Linked DNA regions of Mus musculus: region 1 is linked to region 2. The links are chromatin contacts, called in public promoter capture Hi-C maps. All regions are on one chromosome and are shown on one strand. Each heading gives the region's core, a stretch centred on a gene start, on an enhancer-like site or on the middle of the called end of the contact. The rest is flanking DNA. Distances are from core to core; before and after follow the strand shown.

The links. Promoter capture Hi-C pulls out the DNA fragments that hold promoters and counts their contacts.
Region 1: a promoter capture Hi-C map of macrophages shows a contact between it and region 2, with 5 read pairs. The contact joins the promoter of F930026P19Rik here to the enhancer-like site in region 2. A contact is called at or near these places in 2 of 39 promoter capture datasets (embryonic stem cells and macrophages), 3 of 484 Hi-C or Micro-C datasets (CD8 T cells, the G1E-ER4 cell line and nephron progenitors), 8 of 115 datasets of contacts at active chromatin or transcription factors (craniofacial prominence, embryonic stem cells, extraembryonic endoderm stem cells and 3 more) and 3 of 9 other capture datasets (adipose tissue, liver and pancreatic islet).

Annotation. Positions count from the first base shown.
Region 1 is chr12:113,137,092-113,143,996 of GRCm38.p6, forward strand. F930026P19Rik (RIKEN cDNA F930026P19 gene) reads right to left here and starts at 3,049. Exons shown (of 4, transcript NR_165646.1): 1 at 2,967-3,049; 2 at 2,199-2,308; 3 at 1,646-1,793; 4 at 1,264-1,564. It overlaps Crip2 (cysteine rich protein 2), which reads left to right and starts at 3,145. Exons shown (of 7, transcript NM_024223.2): 1 at 3,145-3,523; 2 at 6,368-6,520. The coding sequence starts at 3,481. Mta1 (metastasis associated 1) reads left to right here. Exons shown (of 21, transcript NM_001364622.1): 21 at 1-115.
Region 2 is chr12:113,029,286-113,036,422 of GRCm38.p6, forward strand. All of the region lies in intron 1 of Pacs2 (phosphofurin acidic cluster sorting protein 2), which reads left to right. Among named protein-coding and RNA genes, the nearest start is that of Pacs2, 18 kb to the left of the region's middle. Within about 2 kb of position 2,351, at least 105 of the 459 cell types and tissues checked have an H3K27ac peak or open chromatin away from gene starts, as enhancers often do. A contact at or near this core is called in the G1E-ER4 cell line, adipose tissue, liver and 3 more, where this site is marked.

The DNA of each region.
Region 1 (6,905 bases), core at 1,799-4,298, 110 kb after region 2:
TGGTGCAGCAGCCAGCAGCGGCCAAGCTGCCTGCAGGGTTGGTCCCCTGTCTTTTCAAGTAATTTTCATATTAAACAAAAACAAAGAAAAAAATCTCATAAAAAGGAAAACCCCACCAAGCCCTTCTGCGTCTTTTGTTCCCAGTCCCTCTCCTGGTTTAGTTAGGGCCATGAACCTAGGCTGCTCCAATACCCAGAATACCCAGGGCATCCCTTGGCAGAAAGATGGGCAGTAGCCATAGCTAGGGTCAGCTTAGCGCTGGGGGTCTTACTCAGGCTGGCAGAGAATATCACTCTGAGACCTATTCCTGTAGGCCTTTGGTCAAGGGCCTGCTGCCCTTCCAAGGGGGACTGGGCACAGAGGATGCCTTGTGCAGAAACAGTGTCTCACGTGCCACACTGAGAGCTGACCCTACCTGAGGCCCCACAACTTTTTTCTACCAGGGTTTTCTACCTGGGTCAGCTTGGCACAGAAGCTTAAGGTCCAGGGCCCACCCCCTGTGCCCAGCAGATCCCTTGCCCCAGCTGTCGGGCTTTCTGTGCTAAGCTGTGCTGCCCTGGCAGGTGTGCTTTTCTCAAGAATTTGCTCATATTTCTGCTCAGAAATCCTATCTCTGCCTGCGCTTAGCCTCGCAGGCCCAGAGACAGGTGCGGGCCTGGCCAGCTACGGGAGGGAGAGAGGAGGTCTGGCTCTGCAGGCCATCGCCCCTCAGGCTGCTGCAGCCTCAGCTGGCCAAGAGGAGGCTCAGACCCTTTCTGGGAACAGTGGAGTCTTTTGGCCCCTGCCTCCTGGCCCCCCTTGCCCTCCTCAGGCGCCTGTGATGTGTAGAAATCGCAGTCGGGATTAAAATAGAAACCATTTATGTTCCCACTTGAGATACAGATAAGGGGTATCTCAGCTTCCCTGAGCTTGTGATGGGGCTTATCGGGGTGACAGGCCAGGTGTCCGGGACAGTGCTGTGACATATACCCTACTCACGTCCCCAGGGTCATTGGGCTTCTCCCGGTTGCTCTGGCCTCTACCTTGTCCTCCACTACTCTCTTCAAGGGCCTCCTGTGAGTCCTTTTCCCATCGGGAGTCTGGGGAGCATGGCTCCATCGAGGTCCAGACGAAGCCCCTTCTGGCCTAGTTCCCTCAGCTTTCCACAGACACAGGTCTCTTTTTTACTGACATTCCTAAGTGGGCTCCAGTGCCCACTATAGAAACAGGGCCAAGACTATTGGACATGAAAGCCAAGGTGAAGAACGGGAATTAGACATAGGCTGGTGGTTCATGGGCCCAGGAAAGTAATCTACACTATCCTGAAGCCTTTTAATGAGAAAAACAGGTAGGACCCATTCTACAATGGTCAGGCAGTGACCCGAGAGACTGGTGCTGACTTGACGACCTGGACGTAGCTCAGAGCCTCCATTCCAGGCCTTACCATTCCTGGCCATAGGTTCCCACGGTAGATCTGTGACCCTGCCCTGGATGACAGGACACGTGAAGATAGAATTCCACTGTATTTCTTATCTTGTTGGGGCCCTAGAGAAGAGAGCTGCTGACCTGCTCCACACCACACCATCTACCAGGACACAAATGAGTCCATCCTAGCTGAGAAAGGAGGGACCCTGTCCCAAAAGGCACTGTGGAAGCCTCTACCTACCTCTTCCCTTGGCTGGTGTGTGTCCAGAGGTGCCTTTCTGTGCCTGCCCATGCGATCCTGTTACAGCCTCAGGTGTGGAGGTCAAGGTTACTGTTTGTCATTGGCCCGTGTGCCTTCCTGCCAGGCTCACAACAGCCCCATAGCCCTCCTTCATCATCCAGGGACCCAGCAGAGGAGGTAGGACAGAAGCAGCAATTAGGAACTCTTACCCGGCCCTCTCCATCCCCTTCTCGCCCTGGGCATCCAGCCAGGATTGCCCCGGGAGGGGGCCTACTCCTATCCACTCTCATTGTGGCCGGGCACCCTTGAGGCCTTTTTAGAAGACTAGCTGTGCTTAGCCCAGTCAGCCCTGTCTTTCACGGCAGATATTAGCGGTGGAGTGGTCAAGCAGGCTGGTACCTAGAGGTCCACAGGACTCCTAAATGGGAAGCTGGAGGGGGCGCAGTAATGGATGCTTGGGTTGGAAGTCAGGACACCTATACATTCAGCCTGAACAGGAACCTGGCTGTGAGCGAAGGGTCTGTCCAGGAAGGCTTCCTTGCCTGCCTCTCACCTTGGCTGGCATGTGTCCACAGGTGCCAGGGGGAGCTGGTCTGGCTGGTCAGTCAGGCTTGGAGGGGGTGGCACGTTTCTGGGCTGTTGTCACCATGGAAATGGCAGTTACTGCAGGATATGTGTACAAAGGAAGGCCACCACATGGAGCTATAAGAGTAGGCCAGGGATTACCAACATGCCTGGTACCTGGGACCACTTGGCTCCCAGTCCATGGGCTGGACACAGAAATGAAATGTGGGTCTCCAGCACGGCAGTGAGGAAAGTGTGGGAGGGGTTTCTCTGGAGTCAGCTGTCCATACTGGGCAGGGTCATCAGGGTTTGAGACTTGTAGAGTGTTTGTTCCCCAGGCCCAAGGCTCAGGTTGGGTCAAGAGGCTCAGAGAGAGGCCTGTAGGTCCATGGGAGTCAGAAAGTAAGGAGGGTGGGACGGCAAGCAAGCCCTTAGTGGGAAGGAAACTGGAAGGGGACTATTCTGAGGACAAGCAGGATTTCTGGCTCTGCTGCTCTACAGAATGCTTTGGGGCCAGCATTGTGGGAGTCAGAGACTCTTAGTCTGAGGAAGAGCAGCAGCAACCTCACAGAAGGGGGTATTAGCCCACAACACTTGCCGCGGAGGAAATTCGCAGGTACCCCATTCCTCCAAGGATAAAAGTGCCTTAGAGGCAAGTGCACCTGCGGCCCCGTCAGAGCCTGCTCTGGCTGACGCCACCCCGCCCCCACTCATCCCAGTGGTTTCTTAAGCTGTTTTTGGAAGTGGTGGCGCTTACAAGTGAGCCTCGCCCGCCCCTCCTTCAGCACCACAGACAGGACCGCGGCGCCCCGCCCGGAATCCGATGCTTCGTGCTTCTGTGCTGCGAGACCGTTGCTATAGAAACGAGGCAACAAAGGGAGGCGGCGCCGGGAGGCGCGAGGGGCGGGGGCGCGTCCCGCGGGCTTCTCGTGCCCCCTTCTACCACGAGCAGGCCCGGACCTCGAGACCTAAAGCTGGGGATCCCAAGTCCGTTCTACAGCTAGAGATCACTATGTGGCCATGGAATCCTCGGGCGATCCCTGTGGACGCCACCTCACTCCGGGGTAGGGGGCGCTAGGCCGGGCCCTTCCGACCCTGGCAGGTGCGCCCCGCCTGCAGCGCGCCCAGCTGCTGGCGTCTAGGGGGCGGGCTCCAGAGGCCCCGCCCAGGTCTCGGAGCCAATCGACGTCCGGGGGCGGGCGGGGCAGGCGCGGGCGGCGGCACAGAGACGAGCGCGGGTGGAGGGCGCGGACCGACCGAGCGCACCGACCATGGCCTCCAAGTGTCCCAAGTGTGACAAGACCGTATACTTCGGTGAGTATCCACCCGCCGTCCGCCTTCGCCTCCAGGCTCCTGGCTGAGAGCCACACCCCGGAATGTACACGGATGGGGTGCGCAGCCACCGTCTTGGGATGCGCGATCCGATCGGTAGCTAAGCTCGCCACGCTGTTTTCGCGGGTGCGGCCCGAGGCTCGAAGGTAGTGCTACGCGGGGCGAGGGATACCATCTGGGATTCTGGAGAAGCGGGTGGCGTCGGGTGGGTTCCGAAGCGCTCGGTAGGCACTGGTCTAGGTACGCAAAGTCCTGGTCGGCCGGGGCCAGGAGCGCCCTCCTGGCCACCCGCATGTTCAGCTTATCGCCCTTCTTCAGGGACGCTCTTCGGGGCGGGATCCAATGAGGTCCGACGCCCGAGACTGGTCCGTTGAGATCCCCTGGTTTCCGGCATCTCTTCACCTTATGGCTGCTTCCCAGCCTGCACATGGGCCCACTAGTGTGACCCATAGTAGTGAGTGACCCCAGTGCTCACTTCGACCTCTGCCCAGGCCGTTGGGCCAGGTCTGGGATTTCGGATTCAGTCCAAGCGGGGGCGACCTTGGCTTCTGCCTCTTACATGCCCCAGCTTGCTCCTTTTCTTGGCCATTTGCCTCTGCAGTTTCACCCGGGGTGGGGCATGGTGACACGTATTTCTCCATGAGCTTGAGAGTGCACTGGGTGACTAGGACCCTGGCCTCTTGGAGGTCAAGGCCATCTGGGAAGGAAGCTATGGTATGCAGGAATTGGTTCCTGCTAAGGTAGCCCCTGAAGGCAATCACCTTTATCAAGCATCCCCTGGTTCCTGATCTGCTAACCTCCTGGGGCTGTGTTCCTAGCTGAGCAACTTTGCCAGAGTAGCAGTATAGCTGCCACTGAAAAATAGACTCAGGGCCAGAATAGAGGAAGACAGGGACATGAAAGGACAGGGACTCTTATGCTCTTCCCCAAACAGCAGTGTCCAGGTCAGTGAACTTCAGATGACGGGAGGAGAGGAGAGGCCACTTTTGTTTGTTCCCAGAGTGGAGGGACCGGATTTGGCTTGGAGTTGCTCTGGGTGGCCTGGAGCCAGGGGTTTCCTGTTGCCTCCTGGAGGGGACAGATTGCCTGATTTCAGCCCTTTTCCTACAGAGAGATGTTTAACAAGCCCCCGAGTGAAGACGGTCTTCAGGGCCTCTCTGTATGACTTTGCTCCAGACCAGGCCAGCTCTGGACTCTCTGGGGCCTTGGCCAACAGGGCACCCGGAAAAAGCACTCTGCCTGCTTGGGCGCCTCTGGCTCTCAGCAGAAAACAAAGGCTCCTCAGAGTCGGCTGGCTTCTGTTCTGTGGGAAGGCGATGGGGGTCCAGAATAATGCCCTCTCTGCCCAGCTAGGCTGTGCCCTGGCAGTCCACTTCTGAGTAAACGCTAGGTCCAAGGGACCCCAGGGTGCTGTGAGTCCGATTTTTCTTCCAGAACACATGGCCAAGTAGGGAGACCATTCCCTTCCAAGCTATTAGACCTAATCAATGCTGTATTCCCAATTTGGGTCTGTAATGGGGCCATCGACCCAACCAGTGGGTCTGAGGGTCAGCTCCCTGCCCCATACATGGCCCACATCCCAGAGCTGGCCAGAACATAGTGGTTTTGGCAGCCTTGAGCTGCAGCTGCCACAGCCACTGATGACCATCCCAACAATCTTATCACTGTCCCAAGAAAGAATGCCAGGCATGGGAGCCAAGCCTGCTTGCCATCCAGGTAGCTCCTGCCTGTTCTGGCTCACCTGTGTCTTAGGAAAGGAAACTAAACAGTACTGTCCCAGGACAAGGGTCGGGTGGGGGGTTCCTGGGGAACACCTGCCCGTGTCCAGCAAGTTAGGGCTGCGGAGAGCCAGACTTAGCCACATGGAGGATCCAGGCTTGCTGCCCAGCGGCAGCACTTCCCAGCAGGGGGAGGGGTCTCTCACAGTAGGCTGTGCTCCCTGGCGTTTGCCAAGGTTGTCCAGAGGAGGCATGGCCCCAGAGGGACCAGTGGGCCGCTCTTGAGAAAGGAAGGCTGGAGAGCTGGCTGTTTCTGTTATCCTCTGAGTGGAGTGCCAGAGCCAAGCAAGCATAAACACCCCTCCCTCCTCCCCCGCCACTCTGGCCTGGCCCCTTCCCTTTGGAATTCCGGCTCTGCTTGCTCTCAGCTCAGGCCCTTCTTCCTGCCCACTTCTCCACCCTTTTCCTGCCTTACTCCCTTGGGGAGGCCCAGGCTTCCGTCCATTGGGATGTGGCTCGGCAGTCATTGCCCTGGCGGTTGCGGGGTGGGGTCCACAGCCCTCAGCTGCTCATCACAAACCTTTGGCGCCAAACTGGCAGCTGGAGGCAGTGGGTTGGGTGGAGTGAGGTCTCAGGGCTTAGGACGAGGAAACCAAATAGGGATCTTTCCTGGTGGTCCCGCGGCAGCCAGGACTGGTGTTCCCTCACCTGGTGCTGAAAATCAAGGGCTTTTCTCTTGGCCTCGGGGACTCTGCCTGGCTCTGTGGGGAGGGGGAGAGGTGTGAGGAGACGCACCATGAGGGTGAGGTTTTGAGGAGCAAGGTATAATAAATAGGTGCAGAGAGCAAGACACTGAGGGGTTAAACCAGGTGCACAGCCTGAGACCACTTTTTCGGGATGAGCAAGGACAAAGGGCTCCAGGATGGCTGAGGGAGTCTCTGTAAACAGTAGCCTAATCTCGGAGTCACCATGGGCGGGGTGGGAGTGGAGCTTGATGTCTGCCAGGGGATGTAAAATGCAAGGGTGTGGGACCTGGAACCTTCTGGACTGCAAGAAGAGGAGGAACAGGCACGATGCTTTGACCTCCTCCTCCTCTTCCTCTCTACAGCTGAGAAGGTGAGCTCCCTGGGCAAGGACTGGCACAAGTTCTGTCTCAAGTGTGAGCGCTGCAACAAGACACTGACCCCCGGCGGCCATGCTGAGCATGATGGGAAGCCCTTCTGCCACAAGCCCTGCTATGCCACGCTGTTTGGACCCAAAGGTAAAGTAAGCAGGGTCCCAGCCAAGCAGTGGTGGAGCACTCCTTAATCCCACCCAGCACTTGGGAGGCAGAGGCAGGGGGATTTCTGAGTTCAAGGCCAGAGTGAGTTCCAGGACAGCCATGGCTGCACAGAGAAGCCCTGTCTCGAAAAACAAAAACAAACAAACAAACAAACAAAGTGAGCAGGGTCCTAGCCAGGCCTCAGACCTGGGACAGCCCCTGTGTATGCTGGAGCCTCAGACCTGGGACAGCTCCTGTGTATGTTGGGGCTTGGTCTGCTCTTTCCTTCCCTGTGCCCTTCCTATCCTGAAAGCCAAGAAGCAACTTTGGGAGAAGCTCTGTGTGAGATGGGTGGGGTCAGGGCCTCTAGCCATTAATCTCCTGG
Region 2 (7,137 bases), core at 1,101-3,600:
CCACCACGTTCAGGATTTGCTTATGTGGTCTGAGTGGAGGTTTTGCGGAGGCAGCTGGGTATTGGAGCCTCCCTGAAGGGATGCTTGGACATTTGCTGTGAAGCCCTTACTGTATGGATCCTGCTCTGTGGCTGTAACAGCTGGGCAAGAAGTGCAGATGAGGCATAGGGCCTAGCTGAGCCCTGAGTGATTGTGGGATCCCCGTGGCTCAGCCTCAGATAGGTGCAGGGGAAGTCGTGGTCCTGCATTTTCTCCCAGGTGGCCCTGGAGTCTGAGATTCTGGTGTGTGAATCTTTTACTACACAGTGGTTCACTGCTTACTCTTCCTCGTACGTCCTAGTTGAAGCAGATCTGATTTTTTTTTAAAGATTTATTTATTTATTTATTATATGTAAGTACACTGTAGCTGTCTTCAGACACTCCAGAAGAGGGCGTCAGATCTCGTTGCAGATGGTTGTGAGCCACCATATGGTTGCTGGGATTTGAACTTCGGACCTTCGGAAGAGCAGTCGGGTGCTCTTACCCACTGAGCCATCTCACCAGCCCCCCAGATCTGATTCTTAACAGTGTCCATCCTAAATATCTTTCTTCTGTGGGGTCAGGAGGATCTTATTTTTAGGGCATGCCTGGAGTGTGTGCACTATTGTGTTGCCTTCGTGCTGCTCCTTACCTCTACTGACCCATGACCCCAGTAAGCAACTGGAAGACACACGCCTGACCCTTCCTCGATCCTTGCTTTTCAACTCCTGCTGGTACTCTTGAGGCTGACCTGTTACCCCAGGCACCTCCACTGTGTCCTCCACAGTGCCTTGTATCCAGAGGTGTTGGTTTGTCTTACCAGGGGTACTGCCTTGTTGGAGGTGTTCCTGTATGGATCTGTATTGGAAGCCGTGGTGTAGGACAGTCAGCCGAGAGGGCTGGTCAGGCCCTGTGCTGCAAACTGTCACTTTGGACTGTTCTGCCCCAGCTGGTGCCAGCCAGCTGTGGAGGTGTTGTTAAAGCAGTCTGGGACACACCTGGGACAGGCAGCCTCGGGTGACTCCTTAGAGAGCTGAGCATTTGAGTTAGTCAGACCCTTTGGTGACACAGGAGCCTGAGAACAGCCGTTTATGAGGCTGAGGGGAGAATGGTTTACTTTGCTCAGCTTCAGAGGAGAGCACAGCTATTTACCTTGTGACGGACAGGAAGCAAAGAGCACTCCTGTGCTACAGGCTCGCTCCTCTTCCTTCCCTGTCCCACCTGCTTCCAACTGCCTATGGTGCCTCTCACACACCCTCATAGCAAACCTAGAGGTATACTAGTCTCTTAGGGGTTTTCCATAGCCAGGCAGATGATGTTGGAGAGTAGCTGCCACAAGGTTGAAGGCACGGGAAACAGCATCCATTCACACCCAGCACAGGGTGTCCCATTCTTTTTGATTGTTTTTGAGACAGGCTGTTACTTAGTATGGTCTGGCCTGGAACTGAATATATGGTGAGCTTGGCCTTGAACTCCTGATGGTCCTAAGTACTGGGATTACAGTTGTGTACCAACACACCTGGCTTGCATTCCCGTTGTTGTCCACCCTTCACCCTCTGCCCCATGAACTGCTGTGGGAGGGACAGGAGAAAGGTGTTGGCACTTCAGTCTAGAGGTCTAGATGTTCCCAGGCTGGTGGCTCCCAGACTCTCACCTTCCTGGTTGGAGACATCTCTTGTGGCTGCAGACAAGATGGTTGCTCAGGCCAGAGGCCTGCTGTTCCTTGTACCCCATGAACATTGCCACGAAGGACATGTCAGATGCCTGCACTCACAGCCTCTGTCTATGAAGGGAACCTCCTCAGGCCCTGCCTGCCTCGACACTGAATGAATGCTGGCTTGTGGAGGTTGTGGGTGACTTTGAGGTGAATGTGGCTTTGGGCCTGGCCCACACCGAGCCCGGCCTGTCTTCCTCTGATATGACCAGTTGCAGGGCAGGGCTCCCTACAGTGTCCTACAGCAGGGCTCTGCACATCTCTTCCTTCCTGCGACGTGTCTTTTCTCCCTCCGTAGTGCCTCCTAAAAGGTGGCCCAGATCATAGATCAGCCGAGTGCTGAGGCTTGTGGAGCCTGCCTTCCCACGCAACCCTGGGAAGCCTTCTCAGGAGGTCTGGAAGGAAACAGCTATCCCCACCACAAGGCTAACTGCAGCCTAGGCTGGCCTCTGTCCTGTTTGAAGCCCTAGTCTCCATGTTAACTCTCGCTGTTAACATGACAGAAACATCTTTAAGGAGGAAACTTGCTTTCAAGTTTGAGATGTTTCAGTTCCTGACTTTTAGAGCTGTGGGGAAGCAGAACAGAAAGGCCAAAGGGTGTGGTAGAGACTACTCGCGGGGTGGGAGGGACGGGCCACGTCAAGATGGACTCTCCAGGGTGACCTCTTTCCTCCAGCCATGACTCCTCCTTTCAGAGTTCCATAATCTTCCAATTTTGTATCTGCCAGTGGTTCATTGATGAGACCAGCCCTCTCATGACCTAGTAGTCCCTGGAAGGACCTCACCGGCCACTCCAGAACTGTGCTCTAATAATCTCTTAGGCATCTCAGTCCAGTCAAACTAACGATCAAGACTGTCACAACCTCACAATGGCATGCCCGTGTGTGACACAGGAGATAGAAGTAGAGGGGAGAGACACTCCCCTTCTGTCAGCCATCATGTGCACAGCACACTCGCATACCTGAGGCTTCTGGCTTGTGATAGAAGAATGGGATGGTCCCTGAGCTGAAGGATCCAGGCAGGCCCTGTTGATCTGAGGGCACAGCCTCCTGATGGCAGGATCCCAATTATTTGATGCTGGTGGCTCCTCGGTGGAATGGTGGAACACATGGCCAATGCAGCCCCACTTTGAGTTCTGTGTTCTAGCCTCACCCACAGAGCCCCTTCGGAGCTTGCCTACAATCCCAGCAGAGAGTACGCAAATGGCTCCTCCTTGTTGACTGTGCTGTCTGCCGCCTTTGCCCTGGTCCCAGGACTGAGTGGTACTATCTGTTCCTCTTCTCCACCACCTGCCTTGATGGGGCTGGCCTCTGATGGGGTGAGGTGGGAATGTAGTAACACAGTGGTTGGAGGGTATCTGGCCTGGTTACGGCCCGCTGACCCTTGCCTTCTATAGAAGCTGCCCTGGCCCTGAGTGCTGGCCAGTGGGGGACATTGGGAAGCACTCTTGAACTTCTTTTCTCATTAACCAGGGGCAACCAAGTCCAGATAAGGTCCAGGCACTGAGGAGAAAACTGAGCTGAGCCGGTGAGGCCGGCAGCTGCCCCAGGCCACACAGGTACATTTCTGGCTCGAGGTTAGCAGGTGCTCAGGGTGCAGTGAGTGAGCCCATAGCCTCTCGTAGAACCTACTCCCCCAGGACTGTCAGTCACACTGTGCCTTTTAACAAGAGAACTGGCAGACTTGCATATACAGTCCTGACACTTGGACACACACAGGGGTAGGCACCACCCTGCTTGGCCTCCAGGGTGCTGGCATGTGGTATTTCTCTGCCCACAGGGCATGAGAACAAATGGCCAGCTGCCACCACAGACCCAGCTCCCACGTGGCCAGGCATGCATGAGGGGGCTGCGCCTGGAACAAAAGGCCCTTCAGTTTTTCCTCCAACAAACATAGGGTCAGCAGGTTTGGGGGCCTGAGATTTAGTCCTTTGTGAGACAGAGCTCATAAGCTCTGTGTGCCATCACATGCCTGAGGGAAAGGTGGCAATCGGTGTTTGTAGAGGGCTGCCAAAGTGCTTTCCACAGTGCTGTCAGGGCAGTGCAGAGTCTGGGCTAGGCTATTCTCTGGTAGTGAATGGGCATACTTTGATGGAGGGGATCCTGGTCATGGCTGCATAGAGGACACTTCTGTAAAGCGTTCCCTGGTCAGAGCTTAGGCAGTAGGGAGTGAGGGCTAAGTAAAACTAGCCAGTCACAGAACAGAGGGAAAAGGACACCGGCTGCTGAGAATTGACATTCCGAGGCACTGTCCCCAGTCACAAAACACAGAGGAAGAAGGACACCGGCTGCTGAGAATTGACATTCCGAGGCACCGTCCCCAGGCTGTCCTGTGAGAACCTGCAGTAATGGCAGGGATGCGGAGAGCCACAGAACCCTTTGATGACCTTTTTTTTCCCTAGAGGGTCTTGCTGCCTGTGGTTTTCCTCCTGGGTACTGGGTATGCGTGTGCTTCGTGCTCAGAGACCTGAGCTCCTTGTCTTGGGCGCTCTGCTCTCTGGGGCTGTGGGTAGAACATTTAGAGTCACAGCGACAGGTGTGGCATCTACATGCCACCTGAGCTGACCAGCCCCTGAGGCGATGGCCCTATCTGCTTTGTCCCTCATTTCTCTACTTGGTTTGTTCTGCATATCTTTCTTTTCCACACTCGCCTTTCAACTGAGTGTCACCTGAGGCAGCATTCCCTTACTTAGCCTGGAGTGATGTCATGTCTGAAGGATTTTACCTTACCACTAGAAACCTGTTGTATGCGGATCAGCCCAGGGCTTTGCTCCCTGAACCTTTGTAGTCTGAAAGTAGCTCTGGAGCCTGCCTGTGCCATTCTGCCTACTCCTTGCCTCGTTTTCAAGGGTCATTGGCCAGGCCCTTGCTTACCCTATATTTAGCCCTTATAGAGGACTAAGCAATGAAGTTCTGGTCACCAAGCTTCATATACCCTGATACTAGGTTCTCAACACCCCTGTGGATGAGCCTTCCATACCTGCATATTCCTGAGCATATCCTCTCAAGGCCTCTGTCCATTGTTTTCTGTCACTAGTACTGGACAGTAGACCCCAGGGAGAACAGGTAATCTGACTGCAGTGATTTGGATCCCCAGGTCAGAGCCCCCTCTGGGCAGACAGGCTAGAGGGGAGGGGAGGTCCAGAGATCATCCAGAAGATGGAGAGGCTAGGACAGTAGGAACCTGGGGTGGTCCTTGGTGGTCAGGACACTATTAAGGCCTGTGGAGCCTTTTGTTTTAGAGTGAAAAATCACAAAGTAACTTTGAGATGAAGGCCTACAGGGCCAAGATGGATTTCCTAGTTGGTCTTCCTTGGTCAGCAGCCAAGGAGACCCCAGCTTTAAGATTCCCAGAGGAGCCATGCCAGGTGCCTGGGCACAGAGGACGGCTGGTCAGTTTCTTGGTCCCCATGTAGGTACAAATAGACCCTGAGTCCTCATCGATTGAGAGGGTATAGGTGAGAAAGGGTGGGTGGTTCAAGAACAGGTACATCCCAGGAAGTCCGCAATGAGCCTACGCTGGCTATTGTCACTGCTCTGCCTAGTTACATATCTGCTCCAAGGCCCCAGGGACTACTGAACTCTGCCTTGGCCTTTCCTGCCAGATGTACACCCTGCATCCCAGATGGGGTCTCCTGATCCTTATTGGGTGAACAGCTCTCTGAGAGGTCTTGTCCTTGACGATGGGTTTGTCTTCTCTCTCAACAAATTATACTTTTGTGTCCACAGTTTGCCAGTGGTTGTGTGGGGGTGGGGGTGTGTGGGAGAGAGAGAGAGAGAGAGAGAGGGAGAGGGAGAGGATCTTACAGGTTTTCATTTGTATGCACTTGTGTACATCTGTGTAAATGTATGCCCTGTATGCATGCAAGTGCCCATGGAGGCCAGAGAGGGCATCACATCCCCTGGAGCTGCAGTTCTAGGCAGCTGTGAACATCTTGAAGGGGTAAAATCAGGTGCTGTAGAAGAGCAGCTCATGTTCTTAACCTTTAAGCTATCTCTCCAGCCTCACAGGAGATTCTCAGTGATGTTCCAGCCCAGCCCTTTTGCACTGTTGGGGGGATTGTAAACTAGCAGGGTGGTCCTTTGGAAGATAGTATGCAGATAACTCAGAATTAAGCTTAGAATTACCCTTTGATCTAGTAATTCCATTTCTAATAAATAAATAAAGCAAGCAAGCAAGCAGGCTGGGAGGTAGCTGTGCATGTCTGTCATCACCAAGACTTTCACAGCAGCCAAGAGGCAGAATGGCTCACATGCCAGGCAGATGACAGATAGACAAATGTGGCCTATCTGCATCACATGGAGAGCACTCTGTCACAGACTATAACTTGGATGAACCTGAGGACAGCGTAACCACTTGGTGAGCTCCAGATGCAGTGAGAAACCCTGTCTCAGGAGATAAGGTGGGAATAATCAAAATTGGCTGATGGTGACCTTTGGCCTTCCTATACCCGTCTACACACATGAACATGTATACACATACACCACACACAATAAACAAAAACTAAAAATAATACTAGCTGTTATGGTGGAACACACCTTTAATCTCAATACTCGGGAGATGGAAGCAGGCAGATCTCTGTGTGTTCATGGCCAGCATGGTTTACAAAGAGAATTTAGGCCAGCCAGTGTATCAAAGTGAGACCATGTCTAAAAATCCAAAATACCAAATACAACACTGTCGAGCCATATGAAAACTTTTGATAATTTTTCAGAAAAAGTATGAATTATCAGTTGAGTATCCATAAGCCAAAGTCCTAAATGTTCAAGTTCAAAACATTCTGAGCATCATGATGCCTTGTGTGGGAAATTTCTGATCTCATGTTATAGATCCATCTAAAAATATGGGAGCACCTTATCTTCCAGGTATGTCTTATGAGTCCGAGTCCCATCCCCAAATTACCATTTGTGTGCACATATGTGTGGGCTTGTGTATATATAAATATTCTGGAACGCTTGGCCATAGGCATTTCAGACAAGGGAAATATGAGCTGTTCTTAGTTATGGGTCCCTAAAATACAAGCCTGAAGAAATTAGGCTGAAAGTAGAGAAGGTGATGAGGCTGTTTCCCAAGCTGTGATGTCAAGAAATGCACAGCCTCAAATGGAAGGGCAGGTCCATGTCAGCAATCACGTAGCGGGTTCCCAGTGCTGACGGCCTGAAGCTTGTAAGGCTCAGCACAGTCCAGACGGCATAAGGGGAAGCTGGGTTGACTATATTCACAGGTGGTGACTTAATACATTAGGATGTCTCTTAATATACAGTATTCATGGAAAGAGAGACTGTTGATTGAAAAAATAATTGGTGAAGTTTGTGCCTTTAAGACCATAGAATTAGGGCCAATGAGTCTACAAGGGTATAGTGTCGTGCTGCCAAGCCTGCTGACCTGAGTTCAATCCCTGTGAC